3 separate regions of the Mus musculus genome follow, and regions 2 and 3 are each linked to region 1. Evidence: chromatin contacts called from public Hi-C data. All regions are on one chromosome and are shown on one strand. Each heading gives the region's core, a stretch centred on a gene start, on an enhancer-like site or on the middle of the called end of the contact. The rest is flanking DNA. Distances are from core to core; before and after follow the strand shown. Region 1 holds the start of Zfp420 (zinc finger protein 420). Region 2 has its middle 22 kb from the start of Zfp382. Region 3 has its middle 17 kb from the start of Sipa1l3.

Region 1 (4,550 bases), core at 389-2,888:
CAACACAGGAAAATGAAGTGGAAAGTTCTGGTCTCTTTGTGACATGGATAGTTTTCTGGAAACTGTCTTATGGTTGTGCTGAAGCAGACATGTGGGAAGTTGTTTTGCTGAGAACAGACACGTGGTGTTTTTCTGGAAGCTACTTGGAAAGAAGGCATGTGATGTTTTGTTAGCAGATGCTTGAGAGAACATGTGATGTTTGAAAAGGGTATAAGTATAACCCAACAGACATAGGTGTTGGGTGACAGTGGGTCATCTTGCTATTCTTTGCTAGTCACCGTTTGTTGTGATTTCGTAGAGAGAAACACACCAAAGAACTTCCGGTGGCATTCCAGTGGCTTCTTGCTGCTTCTGTGGACTCTGGCCAATTTGGAAGAGCCTTGAGGTTTCTTCTGGATGGACGCAAGCCACTGCTATGGCTGATTCGTGAATATTGCTTACAAGTGAGTCGAGCTACCACTGCTGATTCCTGTGAATTGAACTGCCTGCTGCTATCCTGACAACAAAGACTGGGATTGCCCCAAAGAACTATTTCTAAACAGCCCACATCCTCCTCTGCCCTATTAACCTTTCCTTTCCACTGCCTCTGGTGGGTGGTAGGCTAGAAGGGAGGTTAAAGCATTTAAGCACACTTAAGTTGGTTTTGAAAAATACAAGCTTACTGGAAAAAAAAATATATATATATATATGAATGAGAGAGACAGAGTCTTTCTGTGTAACCCTGAGTATCCTAGACTTTGTTCTATAGACCAGACTGGCCTCAAATTCAGAGATTCACCTAACTCTGCCTCTGGGAGGAAAAAATACTTTTGTTTTTTCAAGACAGAGTTTCTCTGTATTGCCCTGGCTCTCCTAGAACTTGCTCTGTAGACCAGACTGGCCTTGAATTTAGAGATCTGCTGGCCTCTGCCTCCCAAGTGTTAGGATCAAAGGAGTGTGTCAGCCCTGCCTGGCTGAAAAAAAGAAAAAAACACTTTTAATTAGAGGCTTGCAGACAGTTTCAGAGGGTGAGTCTGTGGTCAACATGGTAGGAAATATGGCATCAGGCAGGCTCTGCCCTAGAGCAAGTAGGTGAGAACTCACATCTGATTCTAAGGCCTCACTTGGGCTTGAACCCTCAAAGCCCACCTACAGAGGTACACCCCTGCAACAAGGCCACATCTCCTAACTGAGAACCAACATCCAAATATATGAGCCTGTGGGGGCCATTCTCCTTCAAACCAATGAAGTGGAAACTTAAGGGTTCTTTGAAAGTCGTTTGGAAGTGGATACAGGTGAAAGATAACACAGATCATCATGAGCAACTAGTCAATTATTCCAGAAATATGTAGTGACCCTTCACAAACAAACTACAGTGGCTGAATCTCTGTTGAGCAACCCCACATGTGGTATAAAATCTCATTACCACAGGTATAAATCACCTCACAAATATTGCGATTGGGGGGAGAGAGGGAGGAAAGAGGAGCGGTTTGGAAGGAGAGAGGGGGAAGGGAGGGGAGAGGTGGAAGGGAAAGAGGGAGGGGTGAGAGAGAAGGTGGAGGGGAGGGAGGGGGGGGCAGGCATTGGCCCCAGCCATTGGACTACATTTCCCAGAGCCACCGGGAGCAGAACGCCGTTTCCGTTTCCTGGCGAGAGTTCGGGGTACTTGCGTCACGAGAGGGTTGTGTCTGGAGGATCTCCTAAGCATCCCATAGAGCAGGCTGCCTGTAGTGGAGCCCGGCGCAGGAGGCGGGACCCTGAGCTTCCCTCGGAGGTGAGCGTGCTGAGGAACGTCTGGAGGACGTGTCTGTGGCATTAGGTGGCGGTGTCTCCCGTGTATACGCCACAAGCCTGTGCTTTTGGAGCCTGTTGCGACCCTTGGTTTGTGGTTGGCGTGCTGTGTGTGAATGAGTTGTGACACACAAGGGTGTGTGTGATTGTTGCTTATCTCACTAGAGATGTTTCTGGGACTGATGGTGTCGGCCCACGTGTATGGTGGAGAAACGGTGCTGTTATAGCGAGGTATTTAGATGTTTATGTCACTCTGAGGTTGTTGATGTACCTGGTATCCTGTGCATAACTGGCTTGCCTCGGAAGACATGTGTGATAGTGTCACTGAGATTACGATTGCTTGTTTCCGTCGCCTGTGACTTTTATAGTGTTCTCCCATTTGGGTGACTGTGTGAGTGCGTGTGTATGAATGTATGCGTGTGTGTTTATGTGTGTACGTGTGTGTATGTGTGTGACTGTAGGATGCTGTGTGCTGTACTCATGATTGTAAAGAAAGTAGAAGTTCACCCTTGTAAAAGAATGTCGCTGACAGTATTTGTCCCTGACAGAATGTTTGGTTATTGTACATGCTTGGGTCCTATATACGAGTTAGTGCTCCAACGGTGTAGCTCTGACAGTGTAAATTGTGACACTAGCAATGTGACTGTGGAAATTTTCTTGTTTCTACCTGTGATCCTTCCCTGATGTGGTAGGGTACAACGGTGAAATTTTGTTGGAATTCATGGGGGGTCCCCACCATGAATCTACCAAAGGATCCTGAGTTGCTTGTGACTTTGTCTCTCCCCAATTACTCCCAGAATGTAAAGACTTAACCCCTCTGTGGGGACGGAGGAAGAGGTTGTCTCTAATTCAGAGTATATGGCAAGAACAACATAGCATCTCATTTAACTTTTTTATTCTCAAAGTACAACACAGAAGAGGAAAAATGGCCATTGTCCATCTAGAAGGGAAGTTTGAGGTAAGCAGATATTTGTCTCCTCAACAGCCTTTATCATGTCAGAAAACGATCTTTGTTTTACTTTATTGTTGTTTTTGTGACTGTCTCCTACCCAAGTCTTCTCTTATAATGGAGGAACAAGGCAATTTATTTATTCCTATTTACTTATTTTTGAGGCAGGTCTCTGCCTGGTTTGAACCTCTTTATGTAGTACACACTGGCCTTGAAATCATAAAGACCCATCGTCCTCTTCCTTCCAAGTTCTGGGTTAAAGGCATGCATTAACTCAATGGCATTTGATGTTTATATTTTGAGAGTAATGAAAATGTGTAATTTGTAATAGATGTTTTCCAATACTGGATACATTTATAAAGAATGGATTTGATGCTCAAATTAAAAGAAAGAGCATTCTTGTACTATTTATGTAACTTTTGGGAGAATTTAGCTTTTGTTTCAGTTTTTTGTTTTGGTTTTGGTTTGGTTTGGTTTTCTTTTTGAGACAGGGTTTCTCTTTGCAGCCTTGGCTGTCCTAGAACTCACTCTGTGGACCTGGCTGGCCTTGAACTCAGAAATTCCCCTGCTTCTGCCCCCTGAGTGCTGACATTAAAGGCATGCGCCACAACCACCGAGGGTCTTAGCTTTTTTAATTTTTATATTTTCAGTACCATCTTGCTTTATAGCGCCAACTAGTCAAATTCTTACTTCAACCTTCAGTTTTGTTTTGTTTTTGTTTATTTAGTAAATGAAGTCTTCTATTTGTGTGCATTTGAGTGAATTTGCTCCATGTTGTATGCAGGTACCTGGGGAGTCCATAAGAGGGCACTAGAGCTTCCATTACAGGCAGGTGCGAGCTGCCAGATGTGGGCGCAGGGGAACGAAACTGGGATCCTCTGCCACTGCAGACTTCATTCTGTTCTGTTTTGGTTTTAGACAGGGTCTTGAGTCGCCCAGGTGAGGATCCTTGAACTCTTGGTCCTATTGTCTCTGCCTCTTAAGAGCTGAGAGAGGATAGGCCTATGGTCTGTTTTTTGTTGTTGTTGGTTTTTGGTTTTTTGGTTTTTTTAGCTATTGAGTGGAATTTTAAAATGAGAAATTAGACGCACAGCTCGAAAGTCGTTATGTATCAGCCGTTTCCTTTCCTGAGCCATCTGTCACTCACAACCAGTATCCACTTGGCTTTTGTCTCTAATTGCCTTTAACCCGTGAGATGCCTTCTTCCATTTTCAAGTATTTCTAATAGATCTGTTCTTTCTCACTTCTTCGTGTGACTTGAATCCTTTTAAATTTACCAAGATTTATCTCCTGACCTACAGTCTGGGGCGTCGTAGTAAATGTTCCCTGGGCAATGAGGAAGACTGTATTCTTCTGCTGTTAGGAAGAACAGATGCCGTTGGGGTCAGGTAGACTGGTTGTGTTGTTTAAATCTTCTAGACATTTACTGATTTTTTTAAAAATTTATTTATTAAATGTATCTCTTTTTCTTCAAAGGTGATCCCGGTAAGCCACATAGGGGGAAGCTGTCCTCACCATACCAGATTTAGTACACACAGAACGCTTTGCAGTCTTCCAAGGGAGTTGAAGCCCTCAGCCGTCACGTCCCATGCACACCTGCATCCCTAGCCCAGGCCCCTCCTTTCTTACATTCTTCTCAAAGGGTAAAACCTTGAGGACATTAATCCGTGCTTTGACGCGGGTCTCAGTTCTTCCCACCCCAGCCTGAGCTCCATCTTCCTCGCCTTTGTGCTCAGTCTAGAAGATGGTGGGAAGCTTTGGTTCAGTGTTCTCTTGGCAATGAGAGGATTTCCCCCCTCAGGGTTGATTTACTCTCACGGTGAGGTTCCCT
Region 2 (4,011 bases), core at 572-3,071, 280 kb after region 1:
GTACATGCAATCATTGGGAATGGCATTAAGTAGTGGCCAGTGTGGTTTTGCCCTTGGTTTTGAGCAGTATTATTTGTGACATGCTACATGAATACATTTGGGGGACAGTGAAATGGCTTTGTCAAGCCTGAAGACCTGAGTTGGATCCCTGGGACCTGTACAATGGATGGAGAGAACTGACCCATGGATGTTGTCCTCTTGACTTCCAGGAACATGCCTGCACATATACATACACACAAATATAGTTAAAATTCTTTGTTTGAAAGGTCTATTCAGGCATGATAGCACACACCTTTAGTCCCAGCTCTCAGGAAGCAGAGGCAGATGGATCTTAGTGAGTTAGAGGCCAGCCTAGTCTACAAAGTGAGTTCCTGGACAGAGAAACCTCATCTTGGAACAACAAAAAAATGTAGGTGTATTCTGCATTCTTGATCATATTTTCTCCTGCAGCACACATCCTCTGAGATTCTTCTAATGTACTTTGAGGCAAGGGCACACTCAGCAGCCTAGGCTGCCCTCAAAATGCTTATCATTTTGCCTCAGAATCTCAAGTTATGGTTTGAATATAAATGTGTCCCGACAGGCTCCTGAGTCTATACCCTTGGTTCCTATCATATGCTGCATTTGGGGAGGGGGTTGTGAAACGTTGAAGACTTGTTTGAAACTAAGTGAGTCGAAAAGAGAAACGGTCTTCAGAGAGCATGCCACCATCCCTCAGATCTTGCTGTTCAGCCGCTGAGTGTGTGTTGGAGTGAGTTGTGGGAGGAACGGATGACAGGAGCTCAGCAAGATCTACCACCATCTTTCTTTCTACAAAAGCTTACCGCCGTCCCAGCTAGAAGGAGCATTTACAGAGCCAGGGTTCAAGACTGCAGGGCTAGGAAGGAAGGAGGCAGCAAAGCACAGGGTTTCTCTGTGTGGCCCTGGCGACCCTGGAACTCACTCTGTAGCCCAGGCTGGGCTAGAACTCAGAGATTGCCTGCCTCTGCCTCCCCAGTCCCGACCGGAATTTAAGGTGTGCACTACCATGCCAGACTTATTGGCAACCTTTTGAAAAAAAATGCAGATAGACAAAAATAAAAGGCCAAGTGTCATGATTCATTCCTTTAATCCCAGGACCTCAGAGGCAGAGAGTTGTAGATCTTTGTGTTTGAGACCTGTTTGGTTTATATCGGGAGATCCAGGACAACCAGAAGTACATAACTGAGAGACCAGTCTCAAAAAACAAAAATCAAAAATTGGCGTCGAGCTAGGCACTCATTCTACTGATACCTGGCTGTATTTACTCAGGCACCGGAGGCCAGGAGTCCCCGAGGAAAACAATCAATCCATGCTTCATTGGAAGGTGACTGTTTAATGTAAGCACCATTTTTAGTCTTCAGAGGCAAAAGCACACTCCTCAACAGACTCTAAACAAATTGGAAGTGCAGGAATGGAGCCCTGCCCCATGAACCCAGTCAGTATAATACTAAGTCAAGGCAGCAGCATCCTAACGATGGAGGACTTCAAATCCATCACAGCCCACATCACAAATCATGGAAGTCACTCAAAAGGCTCCTTGTCAGCGCAGGTACCCAAGCCCAGCCACGCATTTAATCATGGCCTCATCACACAAACGCCCGCAAGTAGGCACACACAAACGCGAACTCCACTTTGGAGTTCTGGTGCAAGCAAGCCAGACTCAGACCCAAAAATCAGAGGTTTGAACGTGGCCCGGTGGTCGGTGGGAAATGTAGTGCAAGGTCTGCAAAACCCGGATGTCAGGAAGGTGAGTGTGGCCAGCAACACCACCGACCCACCGCAAAGACCCCCGGGATAGAACGAGCGCGCCTCCCCGCGCAGGCGCACAGTTCTAACCAGCGGTCGGAGGTGATCCCAATGGGTCTGGGTGAAGTGGGCGGGTATTGAGCGAGCCCGGCTGGGCAAGCTGAAGGGGAAGGCTGGGTTAGGGTAGACAAAGAAGAAAAAACCCGGGGAGTACAGGGGGAGCCCAGGCAGTAGAGGCAGCGAGCGGAGAGAATGTAGCCAGGGCGGGAGCTGAGGGCGCGCCTCCCGGAGGGAAGGAGGGAAGCGAGCCCGGCCCGCGCCAGAGTTTTGGTTTGTTTGGATTCTTGCCCAGAAGACTCCACTTGTGTGTCTTTTTGAGTCTGTTCTGTATAGGACAGTTTTAGGAAACGATTGTTAACCCGAATGGTAAGGGGGAAACGAGTGTGTCTGCGATTTAAAGTGAGTCGATTTGTTTGACAGCTTAGGACTCTGGAGAGTGAACGGGATTGCAGTTGCCTTGGGGGCCTCTAGGATGTAGACTACAAGTGGTCAATACCATTTTGATTGAGTCGAATTTTGAAGTGTTTGTGTTCGAAGTCCATGAGGACTCGTGAAGTTGCTTATTATGTGACGCTAGTGGAGTACGTGAGAAAACTCGTCTTGGCTAGTTGGCATTGTTTAAACTTCCATAATAGTTGCTGTTTTATTTTCATGGGCAACTTAAAAAGTGTAATTGGGGGGCTGGTGAGATGGCTCAGTGGGTAAGAGCACCCGACTGCTCTTCCGAAGGTCAGGAGTTCAAATCCCAGCAACCACATGGTGGCTCACAACCATCCGTAACGAGATCTGATTCCCTCTTCTGGAGTGTCTGAAGACAGCTACAGTGTACTTACATATAATAAATAAATAAATCTTTAAAAAAAAAAAAAGTGTAATTGGCTGATTCCTTTTATTTTGTTTCGAGACAGGGTTTCTCTGTGTAGCCCTGACTGTCCTGGAACTCACTCTATTGACCAGGCTGGCCTCGAACTCAGAAATCCATCTGCCTCTGCACCCAGAGTGCGGGGACTAAGGACAAGTGCCACCACTCTCTGCTGATCTATTCATTATTTTATTTTACATTTTTTGGAATGGGAACTCACTGTGTAGCCCTAGTTGAGTTCGAATTAAAAGGGATCCATCTACTGCTGCCTCCAGAGTGTTGGGATTAAAGGTGTGTGCTGAGATTTTTGTTTTAATTATTTTTCTAAATTTATTTTATTCCTATGACTACACTGTAGCTGTCTTCAGACACACCAGAAGAGGGCTGTTACAGATGGCTGTGAGCCACCATGTAGTTGCTGAGACTTCAACTCAGGACCTCTGGAAGAGTAGTCAAGTGCTCTTAACCTCCGAGCCATCTCTCCAGCCCCTTAATTATTTTTAATGAAGAAAAATAAAAATTTGAGGGAGCATCACTGTAGATTGAGAAACCGCAGAGTGAATGATGACTAATATGTTAGAATAAGCAAAGCACCATTGAGAATTTACAGTTTAAAAAACCAATGGGGAGTGCAGCTCAGTGGTTAAGAGCACTTGCCTAACTTACACAAGTCCACTCTCACCCTCCCAGCTCAACCTTAGGGCCTCAGAAAAAAATTCTGCAAACCATTCTTAAGATACTTTTTAAAAAAACCAAAAAAATCAGATCAGTTTCATTTAGCTAATTAGACTTGAAGCTTTGGGGTGTGTGTGTGTGTGTGTGTGTGTGTGTGTTCCCTCAAGAGAACACCAGATGTCCTGGATGGATCTGCAGTTACTAGCTGCTGGGAACTGTCCACGGTGGTGCTAGGAACTGAACTCAGGTCCTCTGCCACAGCGCCAGCCTCTGAGCCATCTCTTTAGCCACAGAAACTCCTTCTTGTCATTATTATTTTTTAAGGCAAAATCTTCCTGCTTTTAAAAACCTACATTGTGAAAGGTGCACACATGACACCCCCTTTCCCCAATTCTCCAACCTCCATTTTATCTCGAGGACAACAGGAGGCCAGCGTAACTGGCAACTGTAATGTAGCATCTATCGCTACTTATTTCCTACGAGAAGCTGCTTTCTGGGACCCCCCCCCCCCCAGTTACACATCCTTTCTCTGTGTCCAGCCTCTTCTCCAGCTGCCGCCTCCTGTTCACCTGGATATGCAGGGCCCACCTGTTTGGGCGGGATCTTGTTTGTCCACTGGGTCTTCTTGGATAGGAGCCAACATAACC
Region 3 (4,373 bases), core at 515-3,014, 340 kb before region 1:
AAGAAAGTTCCAGGACAGCCCAGGCTGTTAGAGAAATCCTGTCTCAAAAAAAAACAAAAAACAAAAAACAAAAAAAAAAAAACAAAAAAAAAAAAACAAAGCAAACCAAACAATCTCAATGATGAGCTGTGATATCTCAAAATGTAAATATGTTTCTGTTTCAGTTTACAATTTAATTAAAAGTATGAGACACCAACAACGGCAGGCAGTCATTTGTGGCATGGATTGTTATAACTAAAGGTTGGAAACTGCCCAATGTCTATTAACAAGCCAAATACACTGGCAGAAGGTCTGTAATTTACCGGGAAATTCACTAGGGAAGTGGAGGCAGGAGGACTGGGAGTTCCTTGGCTGCACTGCAAGGCTGATGCTTGCCTAGGCTACATGAGATAGCCCCTCCCCCCATACACACAGGACCAATAGTTATTAATAGGAATTTGGGTGAAGGGTCAGGCATATACTCTGCAACTGGCAACTGTTATAAAATGAAGTATAGCTCTATATATTAATATGAGCTCATCTCTAGATAGAGTGAGAATGTATGTATACTGTGTACAGACATATGTAGAATATGTATTATACTCCGATATGCACAGGACACCTTTAGAGGGATACAGAAAGGATAGAACCAGGTCAGTGTTATGAAGAGGAAACAGGACAGGTAGCCAGCTGTGAGATGGTGACGCTTTGCTCCTATGGCCCTTGGTATCCCAATAGTCTTTCCATGTTCGTCTTAAAAGCTAAGGGGGGATAAGAGCTAACTCACATAGTACCTTCGGAAGAACTAAATGGGGTCTAGGGAGATAGCTCAGAGGTCAAGAGCACATACTCTTGGACCTCTGACATGGGACCAGTCTCCTGAACCCATGTTAAACAGTTCACAAATACCTGTAATTCAGGTTCCAGGGGATCTGACACCCTCTACCGGCCACCTTCCAGGGCACCTGCACTCATGTGCACATGCCCCCTCCCAACACATACACAGAATTAAAAAAGAAAGAAAGAAAACAGTATTATGTAAAATGCCTGGTCAGTTCTCTGTGGCCGGTGCTATTTATATTTGTGACTAGGTGCTACTATTCCCAGTTATCTGAGCTACCTCGTCTATTCACTGGAAACTAGCCCACCATATTAAAGTATGTTTGTCAGCCATAACGAAAGTTAAAGTGCATTCTAGCCTATTGAATCTGCCCAAAGTCCAAGAGTCATGCTCTCAGAAGACCACGTGGACAAGTTTCAGCTCCATAGCTGTAATGCCATTCAAAGAACAGAATAAGCCAAGGTGGCCTCTCTAGTTTATAGGCAGTGAATGAGGCCCTTCTGGTCCCAGCTGGACTACCTGCACGCCTGTCCCCAAATGTGAGGCCTGCCTGGAAGGCAAGGCCTTCTAATTCATTCAGGGTCTGCCAGCAAAGCACAGGATGCATACCCTCCCCCTTTTGGGTGCTCGCTCCTTGTTAAGTACACTCACAGCAGCCAGCTCCCCGAAAGACTGAGGCAGGAGGACCACCTGAGTGTGCACACATACCAGCAAGCACACCATGGGATTTAAGTTTGAAACAGTTAAAGACTGAAGAAGAAAAAAATGTAATAACCTATCACTCCAATTGTCCCATTGTTAACTTTGTGACCGTTTGTTGATGTCTCCTTTGCCTGCTAAACTGTAAAGTCTAGGAAGCAAGAAGTCTGTTATCTCATATGCTGTTAGATTCTATGAAGCCAAGGAGTGCCCAGAGGCATGCAGTGTGGTGGAGTAGACTGCCCCCTGCAGGCAGGTCTCTCATAAGGCAGGGCTCATAGGCCACCTGCTTTTCCTCAGATACAGTCTGTGTATTGGATCTAAGGAAAATTAAAAGAAACAAACAAACAACCTGCCCCCCCCACACACACACACAAACACAGAGACCTGGGTTTTCTCTGCAGACATCAGGAAAATAGCATATCTTAGTCTCATAATCACTCTGACTACAGACTGAGTGCTACCAATAAATCATTTCTGAGTTATCAAGCTGTCAGTCACTACCATTGGAACCAAGTCCTCCAGAACTCATTCCAGACTCATTCTTAGGGATCAGCCTTGAGTCTAAGGATGAAGTTGGGAAGGGCTTAGGGGAGGGGTTTTCTCTGGTTCATCCTGATGAATGAGCTCAAGGAAGGACTGACAGAAAACACAAACCTTAGTGAAGACTCATTTGTGTTCCCTCCACCCCCAAATCCCAGCAGTGATAACCCAAAGGATCCCAACTGTGAATTTTGTAGGCTGGTGAAGAAAAGGGGGGACTCAATGGGTATACTGAGAACAATAGGAGCTACTGGCAGGGACTGCAAAATTTCCACACATGATATCATCTCTGGTTCTGGGGAGTAAGGAGGACCGAGTGAGGTAAATTGTGGGTCTGATGAGCAGTAGTGAGCTAGCAGAGCCTCCCTATCTCTGATACAGGTGAGTTCAGAACTGTGCATTGGCTCTTACATCTTGATTTGAGGGTTGGGGATAGGGTCAGTCACATAATAGTCCTGGCTGGCATGCCCCTTTCTGTTTAACCCAGGATAGCCTCGACCCCAATCATTATCTGGTTCTCCTGCCTCAGCCACCCAAGAACTGGAACTGCAGGTAGTCTTGAACACACGTCCTTCCTTCTCCGAACAGATTCCCACTCACTCTACATAAATGTCCTGCCTGCGGCTTCCTCTCTGCAGACACAGGGCTTAGCCACACTGGAGGGGAGATTCTGCTGACTCTGCTTCTAAAGGCCCATGCCGTTTCTCACAGCAAACTCCAACAGCTTTCTAAGCAAATGGCCCTCCATGCTAGTGTGCAAGAGATCAGTTAGAGAGCTTGTTAAAAGCCAGGTTATCACTGGGTCTTATATAGGAGTTTACAATGCAGTAGGGCTGGGTTTGGTCCACGACAATTTGCCCTTCCTTCCTTCTCTTCTGCTCCCCCTTTCTTCCTCATTTTTGGGGGGGTTTGGGGAGCACTGAGATAGGGTATCTCTACACAGTCCTAGCTGTCATGGAGCTCAGAATATAGAGGAGGAATTCAGAGAGATCAAATTCAGAGAGATTTGCCTGCCTCTGTCCCCAGAGTGCTGAGATTCTAGGTGTGGGCCACTGCCTCAGGCTAAAAGGACTTGTACTAAGCAATCTAATAAGTTCCTAAAACACTGCCGAGCAGCAGGGCTGGAATAACACCCTGGGAAACATCCTCTCTCAGAGACTGGGTCCTTCCCACAGCAGTCATGGTTGGCCTTCACTGCCCTCTGCTGGCCACGGTATAAATTTAGTCGTCATGTTTATAGAGCAACTGGGAGTATGAAGAAGGGAAGGGGAAGAAAAGAAAAAAAGCAAAAGGGAGGGGGAGGGGAGGAAGAGGGGATAAGCAGAACGGGGAAACGGAAAGGAGGAGATGAGATAGGAAAAGAAATGGAAACCCAAGGCCTCTTGGAGCCAATGGTGGCTGTCTGCTGCTTCAGAGTATGCATATCAAGGCTCTCTCGGGAATTCTGTCTAGTCCTCGGAACATTGAAGATAGAGCATGGTATAAAGCAGGCAAGATTGGCATTTTCATCTTACAAATGAGGAAAAGTGGGTTTAGAGATGAAGCTCTGTGGCAGAGCACACACTCTGCATCCACGAAGCCCCGGGTTCCATCCCTAGCACTGCATAAGCCAGGCATGACTGTCATCCCCAGCACTCAGGAGCTGTGAGCAGAGGAACCAGGAGGTGAAGCCATCCTCTGCTGTACAGGAAGTTCAAAGCCAGCCTAGGATATACAGGCTATCACACAACAAAGGGAGACAAAACCTAAACCTCGAGCCAAACTAAGCTCCACTCTCTTGGGTACCCGCAGGTCCGTAAGCCACCTTCCTAAGAAGGGCCAGGGGGAAACTAGGCCTGGATGGCGACTTCTAGGCTCATTCCTAAGTGGATTGATTTTTTGAAGCTTCTGAACGACACCATTCAACAAAGCAAGGTAAGGCACGGGTTTTTAGGGCATTAACATGTTATCGGTGGGCCTCTATACATCTTATGGTAATAGGCACTTCACAAAAGCTATATATGGTCCACAAAAGCAAGAACCAGGACAGACCATTGTTGTCACCTCAAAAGAAGGGGGCTACCAATTTCCAAATAACCGTACAGACGTAACAGTGAGGCACAGTGACGGTGGCACACAGACATTTGGGAGCATTGTCAGAGGAACCACCCTGTGTGAAGAGGAATTTCCTAGAAGGGAAGAGTGTCTTACTCGCTGTCTTGTTGCTGCGAAGAGACACCATGAGCAAAGCAAACCTTATGAAGGGGAAAACTCTCATCATCATGGCAGGAAACACGCTGGAGAGGTAGCTGAAAACTACATCCTGAGCCAC

What was found. Hi-C and Micro-C count contacts between places; a contact is called where the count stands out from the background.
Region 2: a contact with region 1 is called in a Hi-C map of embryonic stem cells, with 2.4 times the contacts expected there. The contact joins the enhancer-like site here to the promoter of Zfp420 in region 1. A contact is called at or near these places in 2 of 39 promoter capture datasets (cranial neural crest and liver), 3 of 484 Hi-C or Micro-C datasets (embryonic stem cells, liver and myocytes) and 3 of 9 other capture datasets (adipose tissue, liver and pancreatic islet).
Region 3: a Hi-C map of regulatory T cells shows a contact between it and region 1, with 3 times the contacts expected there. The contact joins the enhancer-like site here to the promoter of Zfp420 in region 1. A contact is called at or near these places in 2 of 39 promoter capture datasets (embryonic stem cells and liver), 2 of 484 Hi-C or Micro-C datasets (CD4 T cells and regulatory T cells) and 2 of 9 other capture datasets (adipose tissue and liver).

What each region holds. Positions count from the first base shown.
Region 1 is chr7:29,858,341-29,862,890 of GRCm38.p6, forward strand. Zfp420 (zinc finger protein 420) reads left to right here and starts at 1,639. Exons shown (of 4, transcript NM_172740.2): 1 at 1,639-1,753; 2 at 2,676-2,728.
Region 2 is chr7:30,141,875-30,145,885 of GRCm38.p6, forward strand. No RefSeq gene overlaps it. Among named protein-coding and RNA genes, the nearest start is that of Zfp382, 22 kb to the left of the region's middle. Within about 2 kb of position 1,822, at least 161 of the 459 cell types and tissues checked have an H3K27ac peak or open chromatin away from gene starts, as enhancers often do. A contact at or near this core is called in adipose tissue, embryonic stem cells and pancreatic islet, where this site is marked.
Region 3 is chr7:29,520,642-29,525,014 of GRCm38.p6, forward strand. It overlaps 4932431P20Rik. Among named protein-coding and RNA genes, the nearest start is that of Sipa1l3, 17 kb to the left of the region's middle. Within about 2 kb of position 1,765, at least 6 of the 459 cell types and tissues checked have an H3K27ac peak or open chromatin away from gene starts, as enhancers often do. A contact at or near this core is called in regulatory T cells, where this site is marked.